Regions from separate parts of the Lactuca sativa genome. Here region 2 is linked to region 1. A link is a contact called in public Hi-C data. All regions are on one chromosome and are shown on one strand. Each heading gives the region's core, a stretch centred on a gene start, on an enhancer-like site or on the middle of the called end of the contact. The rest is flanking DNA. Distances are from core to core; before and after follow the strand shown. Region 1 holds the start of LOC111906278 (disease resistance protein Roq1). Region 2 holds the start of LOC111900591 (TMV resistance protein N).

What was found. A called contact is a pair of places that touch in the nucleus more often than the background predicts.
Region 2: a Hi-C map of leaf shows a contact between it and region 1, with 4 times the contacts expected there. The contact joins the promoter of LOC111900591 here to the promoter of LOC111906278 in region 1. A contact is called at or near these places in 2 of 4 Hi-C or Micro-C datasets (leaf and seed).

What each region holds. Positions count from the first base shown.
Region 1 is chr8:73,193,887-73,198,824 of Lsat_Salinas_v11, reverse strand. LOC111906278 (disease resistance protein Roq1) reads right to left here and starts at 2,353. Exons shown (of 6, transcript XM_023902040.3): 1 at 2,163-2,353; 2 at 668-1,262; 3 at 1-192. The coding sequence starts at 1,170.
Region 2 is chr8:73,544,961-73,549,898 of Lsat_Salinas_v11, reverse strand. LOC111900591 (TMV resistance protein N) reads right to left here and starts at 2,642. Exons shown (of 6, transcript XM_052766826.1): 1 at 2,481-2,642; 2 at 780-1,368; 3 at 1-298. The coding sequence starts at 1,294.

The DNA.
Region 1 (4,938 bases), core at 1,104-3,603:
GTAGTCTTACCACCACCCCCAACCCCCCATATTCCAATCATGCGCACATCTCCCGACCCAATTTGTAACTCTAATTTCAAACGTTGAATGCGAGCTGCTATTCCGATCAGATTCTCATTTGCACTTGAAGTTACTGGCTGCAAGCTCTGAGAAATTGTTTCAACAATTTCTTTGATGACCTTTGATTCATGCCTACATATTGGATATATAAGTATAATTAACACATGCTCACACTGACAAAGAGTAGTAATCTGTTTCAGGCTATAGAAAACACAAGAGATCCTAATCGTCCTTTATATTTCAGATTCAAAGTAGGACATGTAAAGTTAATACCACAAGCAGTTTGTAACAAATTTTTTTGGACACATCACATAGTTTAAAATAGCAAAAACCAAAGCGAGATGGATTAGTTTTTGTAGCTTGAAGTGAGGCGTTAGGTGCAGAATTAGAATTTGAGCTTATCCGCAATCCTACGACTGAGATATCTTTTGACTTACCAAACTGATCAATTGAGCTACTCAAAGCCTCTATTCATCAAGATCATCGACATCATCAAGAGTAATTAACACAATTGTATAAAAAGATTATAAGTTACGAGTAAAATGTGTTGTACAGAGTAAAGGCATATCTTAAGGATAGAAAATGTGTAACTGAAGAATAAAATTACCCGTTGGCAATGTGCTTGGGTTCCCATCCAGAAATGTTACTTGCATCCACTAGTGCTTTTCTCCAAGATTCAACTTTCCTCTTGTTCTCCAACTCATGTTTGGCCAATGCTTCTCCGTATTTTTGTTTTTGTTTTCGCACTTCGGAAGGATCCACACCATAAAATATGGGCATAACAATGTGGCCTTTTGTATCCTTGCATTTCATAATACATGCAAGCTCATCTAAGCACCATGATGAATCTGCATAGTTTTCAGAGAATATGATGACAGCAATTTGTGATTCTTCTATGGCCTTAAAAAGCGATGGACCAATCAATTCGCCTCGATGAAGCGTTTCATCGTCCTTGTAAGTGTAGATCCCTTGTTGTTCAAGAGCTGTGTAGAGATGATCCACAAAAGTCTTGCGAGTGTCTTCTCCTCTAAAGCTAAGAAAGACATTGTATTTCAATGATTGAGAAGAAAATGCTGGAGCAGGAGGAGATGATGATGATGAAGATGCCATGGTTGTGTTGATTAGTTGAGATGGAATGTATGTGGTTTAAGCAGCCCAATGAAAGGAGCTTTATATAGAGAGATGCCACTTTCCAATAAAACCTGTTATCATGTAGAAAAACCTTGTCAGAACCAGAATCCAAGTCTTTCTTAATGAAAAAACACGAAACATCCCATCAGGACATGTCTATTTACAGGAAAGTTACTAAAAGTATGGATTCCCTATAAATGGTCCCACACTACCACTTTCATCTTTAAAATCATGATCTTCCAATAATTTTACACATCATTGCTGCCACTTTTTCATTCTTTTAGTACAGCAAGGGATATGTTAATATTACTAATTTGATGTCAACATCTATCTCTCCTAGGACAGAGGAAACTTATAGCCTTCAAGATTTCTTCACTAAGTCACTACATCACAACTTTCAAAAGCATACCATGTACTAAAATTCACACTCATAATCATCATAAGGTCTTCACAACGCTTACCTTTATGACGTTCTGCTTTACCACTAACACCTATAACTTGAATCCGATTTAAAAATTTTAGTATCTTTACTGAATTCCCCTAAGTATTTGGTTCTTAAACGTAGTGAAACACGAATTCAAATAGTGCCAAGCTTACTTGGATTTGCTCAAAAAAAACAGCAGCGCACAACGGACCAATCCGCCTGTTATATTTTATTTTTGTATCGACAACTCATACACATATCATTAGGCTCATTTACTTCCAAATTCCATTCGTTTATAACATACACAACAGCATACTAACTTCACGAATTGATTAATTTGATCGCCTAACTACACTAATTCAAAAACTTCACAACTTTGGACTAAATTAGGTCATAATACGATTTCTCACATTCCAAATTGACATTTTTTTCACTGTTTGATTAAATTTACTTAATAAATTATATAAAAACTTCATTAACAGCTAAACGCTTCCATTTCTTTCTTGATAATTTGTGATTCATCAAGTTATCAGTTTAGGGAACGTACCCCAAATTCCCAGCAGCACCAAACTTTTAGCAGACGCCCTCTCTAAGCTCTCCAGTTTGCAAGCTTATACTTCAATTTCGGAAAACTCCTTCCTTAATTTCTCTTTCGAACAAGGATCAATTTGAGTAGGTCGGTATCTTTCCTCTATCGTTGACTACCCTCTCTCTAGAAAGGATATGAAAAAGTAATTATAAATAAGAGAACATTACAAATTTGGTCGCCGAATAATTTTTAAAAATTTTTTGGTCATAAAATAAAGAGTAAATTAAACAAATGGTCCATATGGTTTGAAGTAAATTATGAGTTTAGTCCCTAACTTTATTTTTTAACTCGGATTATTCTTATAGTTTTATTTTGTTACTTTGTTGGTCCCTAGCCAACTTAAAATAACTGATATACCCTTATCTAATGATGCGCATCGGAACCGGATACCCGATTTTGGAACCGGAAGCGCCTCTAAATTGTTGGTTCTAGAATTGAAACCACCTTAAGCGGTTCCGGTTCTATTTTTTTGGAACCGTTACCTGTCGAATACTCGTCGGAACCGATTATATATATATATATATATATATATATATATATATATATATATATATATATATATATATATATATATATATATATATATAAGTGAATATACCCTTAAGGGTATATTCACTTAGGTACCCAAACTCACAATATTATTTCGTTTTGTATCATATATACATATTGTAATTGTCCAATGTTCTTCTAATTCAACTTCTAACTTGATTTAATTCCAAGATTTATATAAATTTCATATTTATCTTCCTCTTACACAATTTTAATTTTTAACTATAATATATAAAGCCTAGTAGGTGTTCGACATAAAGATGTGATGTAAGAGAAAGATAATAGTGAAATTTCGAAAATCTTGAAAGTAATCAAGTTAAGGTTGAAGTTTAAGAACATTATAATAAATATATCAAACAAAACGATGTATTATGGTGGGTTAGGGTACCTATCCTTATATACCCTTAAGGGTATATTCAATTTTCCATATATATATATATATATATATTACATTTATTGTGTGCTACAATGCACCAATATGAATTTAGTAAAATTAAATAATTATTTAATTAAATAAATATAGATATTAAATGATTTCCATAATTATATGTATATTAAATGATATCCATAATTATAATTCTTTTTTATGGAAATTAATTAAATCCGTCATTAATGTCAACAATAACATTCTTTTAGAATGAATTCGCACCCAGATTTTAATATATGGGTTCGTATTTTGTTTTAGGACTCACTCATTTAAAATACAATAAAGTTTCATGGAATATGAAGAACGAGAGTGTATTCTACTAGAATATACTCTCATTCTGCTGGAATGCACTCTCATTCTTCTATATATGAATTCATATTGAAAGAATATTATTGTTGACATTAATAACGAATTTAATTACTTTCCATAAAAATAAGTTATAAGTATGGATAACATTTAATATACATATAATTAATACTAAATTCTATTGGTGCATTGTAGCACAAAATAGGTGTGAGAAACATTTGAACCTACCTATATATATATATATATATATATATATATATATATATATATATATATATATATATATATATATATATATATACTAGGCGAATGCCCGCGCGTTGCGCAGAAACACGTATATAGTTGAAGTCTTTACAAATATATGATTTTTTAAATATAACAATAACATTGTTGTTAAATTTGATATAATAATTTGTATATACTAAATTGTTATAATATATTGATTATTTTGAATTATATGATAATATATACATTTATTATAACTTCATAATCTCAATCGTTTGAATGACTTCTACTCGCGAGTTACACATGAATAAAATTAAATATGATATATGATTTGATGTTATTTATAGTTGTTTTTATTGTTAATTAATTTTTTCAAACTTATTTGTTTAATGTTTTAATTTCTATCATTATAATTATTTAAAACATCAAACATTGTTTTTTTTATTTTAAAGCTAACAATATAATCATTTATATAGAGTTGTTTTTTTTACTATTGTTATTGTAAGTTATTTTAAGCTACTTATTTGGAAACTTTTAACGATTATAAAAATATATTTAAGAAATATTTTAGTTAAATCAAAATTACAATTTAGTTTTTGCTTTTATCGCTACAATTTATCACTTTTAACTATTTACAAAATATTCTTTAGTTTTTTTAATTGGAACTGAAATTTATATTTGAGTTGACATTGTAATGCGCAGAAACACCTATATAGTTGAAATCTTTACAACTATATATTTTTTAAAATATAACACTAACGTTGTTGTTAAATTTGATATAATAATTCGTATATTAATTTGATATAATATATTGATTATTTTGAATTATATGATATTATATAAATCTATTATAACATCATAATCTCAATCGTTTGAATAAGTTCTACTCGCGAGTTATACATTAACAAAATTAAATATTAAATATGGTTTAATATTATTTATAGTTGTTATTTTTAACTAATTTTTTAAAATTTCTTTGTTTAATGTTTTAATTTCTATTATTATAATTATTTAAAACATCACACATTATTTTTTTGATTTTAAAGGTAACAATATAATCATTTATATAGAGTTATTTTTAACTATTGTTATTATAAGTTATTTTAAGTTACTTATTTGAAAATTTTTAACGATTATATAAATATATTTAGGATATATTTTAGTTAAACTAATATTACAATTTAGTTTTTGCATTTATCACTATAATTTGTCACTTTTAACTATTTA
Region 2 (4,938 bases), core at 1,393-3,892, 350 kb before region 1:
TTGCAATTTTTCCAAACCATTTTTCCTTGATTCCTCCCGGATATTTTTTACAAAGCAGCAACCATCAAACTTGCTAGAGAATTCATCATAAATAGCAGACACAAGAGTAGTCTTACCACCACCCCCAACCCCCCATATTCCAATCATCCGCACACCACCTGACCCAATTTGTAACTCTGATTCCAAACCTTGCACACGGGCCGCTATTCCAACTAGGTTCTCGTCTGCACTTGAAGTTACTAGCTGCAACCTCTGTGAAATTGTGTCAACAATTTCTTTGATAACCTTTGATTCATGCCTACATGTTGGATATACAAGGATAATTAACACATGCTCACATTGGAGAAAGAGGTAATTTTTTCATGAACCATGAAATAGAAAAAAGGGATCCTAGCTAATCATCATTTAAATTTCATATTTTAAATAGAAGTTGTAAAGTTAAATTTATAGGTAGTTTGTAACAATTTTCTCGGGAAACATCGAAAATAGTTTCATATAACAAAAAGTGAAGCAAGATGGATGTGTTGTTGCAGCTTGAAGGGAGGCATCAAGTATGCGATTAGAATTAGAGCTCAGCGAAGTCCATCATAACTTCATTTAAGGTTATTCATAATCCTAGGACTTGACACATGTCTTTTAACTTACCAAAATGATAAATTGATCTAGTAGAGGCTGTGTTTATCTAGTTCATCAACATCATCGAATAATCAAAACATTTAGATAAAAACTTCTAAGATAAAAGTATAATTGTGTTGTACAAAAACAAAGAAGAAAATTACCCATTGGCAATGTGCTTGGGTTCCCATCCAGAAATGTTACTTGCATCCACGAGTGCTTTTCTCCAAGATTCAACATTGCTCTTGTTCTCCAACTCATGTTTGCAAAATGTTTCTCCATATTTTCGCTTTTGTTTTCGCACATCAGATGGATCCACATTATAAAATATGGGCAAAACGATTTGGTTTCCAGTATCCTTGCATTTCATGATATGTGCAAGTTCATGTAAGCACCATGAAGAATCTGCATAGTTTTCAGAGAATACGATGACAGCAATCTGTGATTCTTCTATAGCCTTCATAAGGTTTGGACCAATCAACTCACCCCGAGGAAGTGTTTCGTCGTCCTTGTAGGTGTAGATCCCTTGTTGTTCAAGAGCTGAGTAGAGATGATCCACAAAAGTCTTCCGAGTATCTTCTCCTCTAAAGCTAAGGAATACATCATACTTCCACGATTTAGAAGAAAATTCCGGAACAGAAGGAGAAAATGATGATGAAGATGCCATTGATGTGTTCATATGTTGCGAGTATGTGGTTTGAGAACCTCAATGAAATGAACTTTATACAGACTGATGTGAGTTTCCAGTAAAAGCTGTTATCATGTAAAAAAAAAAAAAGAAAAAAAAAAACTTGTCAAAACTCATATTTGGAGTAACTGGACACCATGTAGAAAATCTCATAACTAGTCATTAACTTTTTGGTGATACAAACTCCTTTAAATGTATAATACAAGCTATAATTCAAAAGATAGACATGAACTGATTTAGGTGATATGAGTTAGTTTTAACACAATTAAATTATACATTTAATATTTTGCTTATAGTTCTACATTGAGATTTTTCTGAAAAGACTTGGTGAAAAATCCCAGCAACACCAAACTTCAGCAGACTTCCTTTCTTAAATCTTTACTTTGCAAGCTTATACTTCAATTTCATAGGATTTGTTCCTTTAATATCTTGAATCAATTTGAGCATGTGGAAGCCTTTCATGCACCACTTGACTCTTCTCTCTCAAGTCTTAAGCCTTTCAACAGAGTGAAGATAATGAAAAAGTAATTATAGTTCCCTTATATTAATAATCAAGTTTTGTAGTTTCAACATTTAATCACCACGCTTCTACATTGTACATTCTCACCCCAAAATCCAACCTAGCAATATTGTTCATTTAAATGAATTGATACATATCTTCCCACCATGATTAACCGCTTACCTTTATGACCTTTTTGCTTTACGTGAACACCTATAACTTTTATCCTATTTAGAAAAGTTAATATCTTTAATGAATTCCCCTAGCATTTGGTTCTTAAACGTAGTAAAGCACGAATTCAAATAGTGCCAAGTCGTACTTGTATTTGCTTAACAAAACACAGACCAATCCTCCTGTTATGTTTTCTGCTTGTATCGACGATACATATACACACCATTAGGCTCGTTTTCCTCCAAATTCCATTCATTATAACATATACACAACATATTAACTTCACAAATAGCTTAATTTGATCATCTAACTACACTAATTCAAAAACTTCACAACGTTGACTAAATTAGGTCAAAATTCGTTTCACACATTCCGGAACGACCTTTTTTTTTAACTGTTTGATTAAATTTACTTAATATATTATATAAAACTTCATTAACCGCTTAACGTTTCCATTTCTTTCTTGATGACTTATAATTGATCAAGTTATCAGTTTAGCGAACGTACCTCAAATTCTCAGCAGCACCAAACTTTTAGTAGACGTCCTTTCTAATCTCTTCACTTTGCCAGCTTATACTACAATTTGGGCAGAATACCTTCCTTAATTTCTCTTTCAAGTTCAAACTTGGATTAATTTGAGTAGGTTGGAGTCTTTCCTCCATCGTTGACTATTCTCTCACAGTTCTAAAAAAGTATGAGAAAGTACTAATAATAAGAGTATATTGCAGTTTTGGTCCCTGAATTTATCTATATTTTTAAGGTTTTGTTCCTAAAATAATTTAGTTTGCCGTTTTGGTCCTTATGTTCATATTTCAAAAAAGATTTTTCTCCCTCGGTTTATAAAGTTAATAAACATATAATTAAGACGAAATTACATAAATGGTCCTTGTGTTTGACAAAATAAACCAACTTGAGTCCTTATAACGAATTGTTTGCATATTTGGTCCTTGTGGTTTCAAAATGTTGCAAAGACGATCCTTTTGGCTAACAGTATTAATTTTTCCAATTAAGTCAAGCCACATGGATCATTTTGTAATTTTTTCTATTGATTATTATCTTTATATTTTATTTATTTATATTTTTTATGAATTAATTTTTTTTTGATGTTTTGTTTGAATATAATATTTTTTTCGCTTATATTGTGTAACTTTTTGTTCAAATAAAATTCTTAAATTTTTTGACGTTTTATTCAAATACATTTATTAATGTTTTTTTTATGTTTTGTTCGAATAATTTTTTTAATGTTTTGTTCGAATACATTTTTAATTTTTTTTTTGACGTTTTGTTTTCTTATAGGGAAATTGCGTAATCTAACCATTTTTGTATTGTAATTTTTTTTAAAAAAAAATAACCGCTTTTAATTTTTTTATTTTTTTTAAATAACCACTTAGTCCAGAATACATTCATTTCATACCATATTATTAAGTGGATCAGATTTGACCCGATATTGTTGATTCCATGAAAATATTGACTTCTAGCGTATTAAAAAAAAACATTTATGTATTGATTTTGGTAGTTTTGGATCTATCAAACCCATGTGTTGGTGAAGAAAGTTTACAAAGGTTTTGCATCAGTTTAAGATGCGTCAAAACTAGGTTGTTCTTTAAACTTACCAGACTTTCTTACAACTATCTTTCCCTGATGTCGATATTTGACACTATTATTTACATAAAAAAAATCATGTTTTCATGTTCTCCATTTTTGCTACCTTAATGATTATATTTACCATCTAGCTTGGGGAGTTCTTTTGTCTTCATCCAGTGCAAGGAGATAATGAGAATATAGGGAAGGTGAGGACATGTGTCATCCTTTCTAGACCTTGAATCTATGTGAGCTAATAAAAAATGATGATGTGGTCTATTTATGATATAATGTTGTTTTGTATCTATTATAAAACTCATATTTGGTTTGTTTGTGCACATGTGTAATAGAAAAACTAAAAATAGGATATGATATAATACACTAAATTCAAGAAATATCAAGTTATTTTCATGAATTAGTTTAATATATCATCCAACTTTCATTTATTCCATTCACAACATTATACTTTAAAAAATACAATGTTGTAATTGAAATTAATGAAAGTAGGATGACAAATAAATGAAAGTAATTTAACAATACAATGGTTTATAAGAAAAGTATTAAAATAAAGTTCAATAATTAAAGATGGAAATGAAAGTATAATGTTATAATAGACAAACATAGGAAAGGACATTGTCATTTCTTGCATTTAGCCAAATCAGGGGCTAAATGCAAAAAATAGCAATGTACATTCATTTTATTTTTCTAATATAGCATCTTCCCCATTTCTATTTCCATTTTTTTTAAAATTGTTTAATTATTTTTCTTATTAAACCATTGTACTTTGAAAGTACAATGCTATAACTGTATGTAGTTGTGTATATGTGTGTGTCTCTTTCTTTATGTGTGTGATTCATGAGAAGGATTTTGCAATTTTATTTTCAACAGAAACTTTGAAAGCAGCTCCATCTCCCATTTATACATGTGATTCATGAGAAGATGTTTAAACATAAGGTTGAAGCTATTACCTTTGCTTTAACTATTTGTTTTCTTACAACTTTGTGGCTATGCCATTTAATCGTTGGAGGTGTTTTTATGGTTCAATACCATTCAAACTTTAATCATGGTCTCTTATTGAGTTGGTGAATGGATGTTTGGGTCCATAACTTCTAAGTTTTTATTTTTTGATACTCAGTGGAATGTCATGCAACTGTTACTTTCTACGGTTTCATGTTGAGTCCTTTTTGTAAATATAATGAATATGTTATTTTAGCATATTTTAAACACGTTTTGTTTTCATGTTCTGGATGTCAATTGAACTATACTAAGCAAAAAATGATAGGTAGTTGTTGGATTAGTCTGCAAACAAGTATAAAATATGACATACATTTTAATACAACTTGGACTTTTGGTTATTTGGTTTCAATGACCATATTATGGGTTT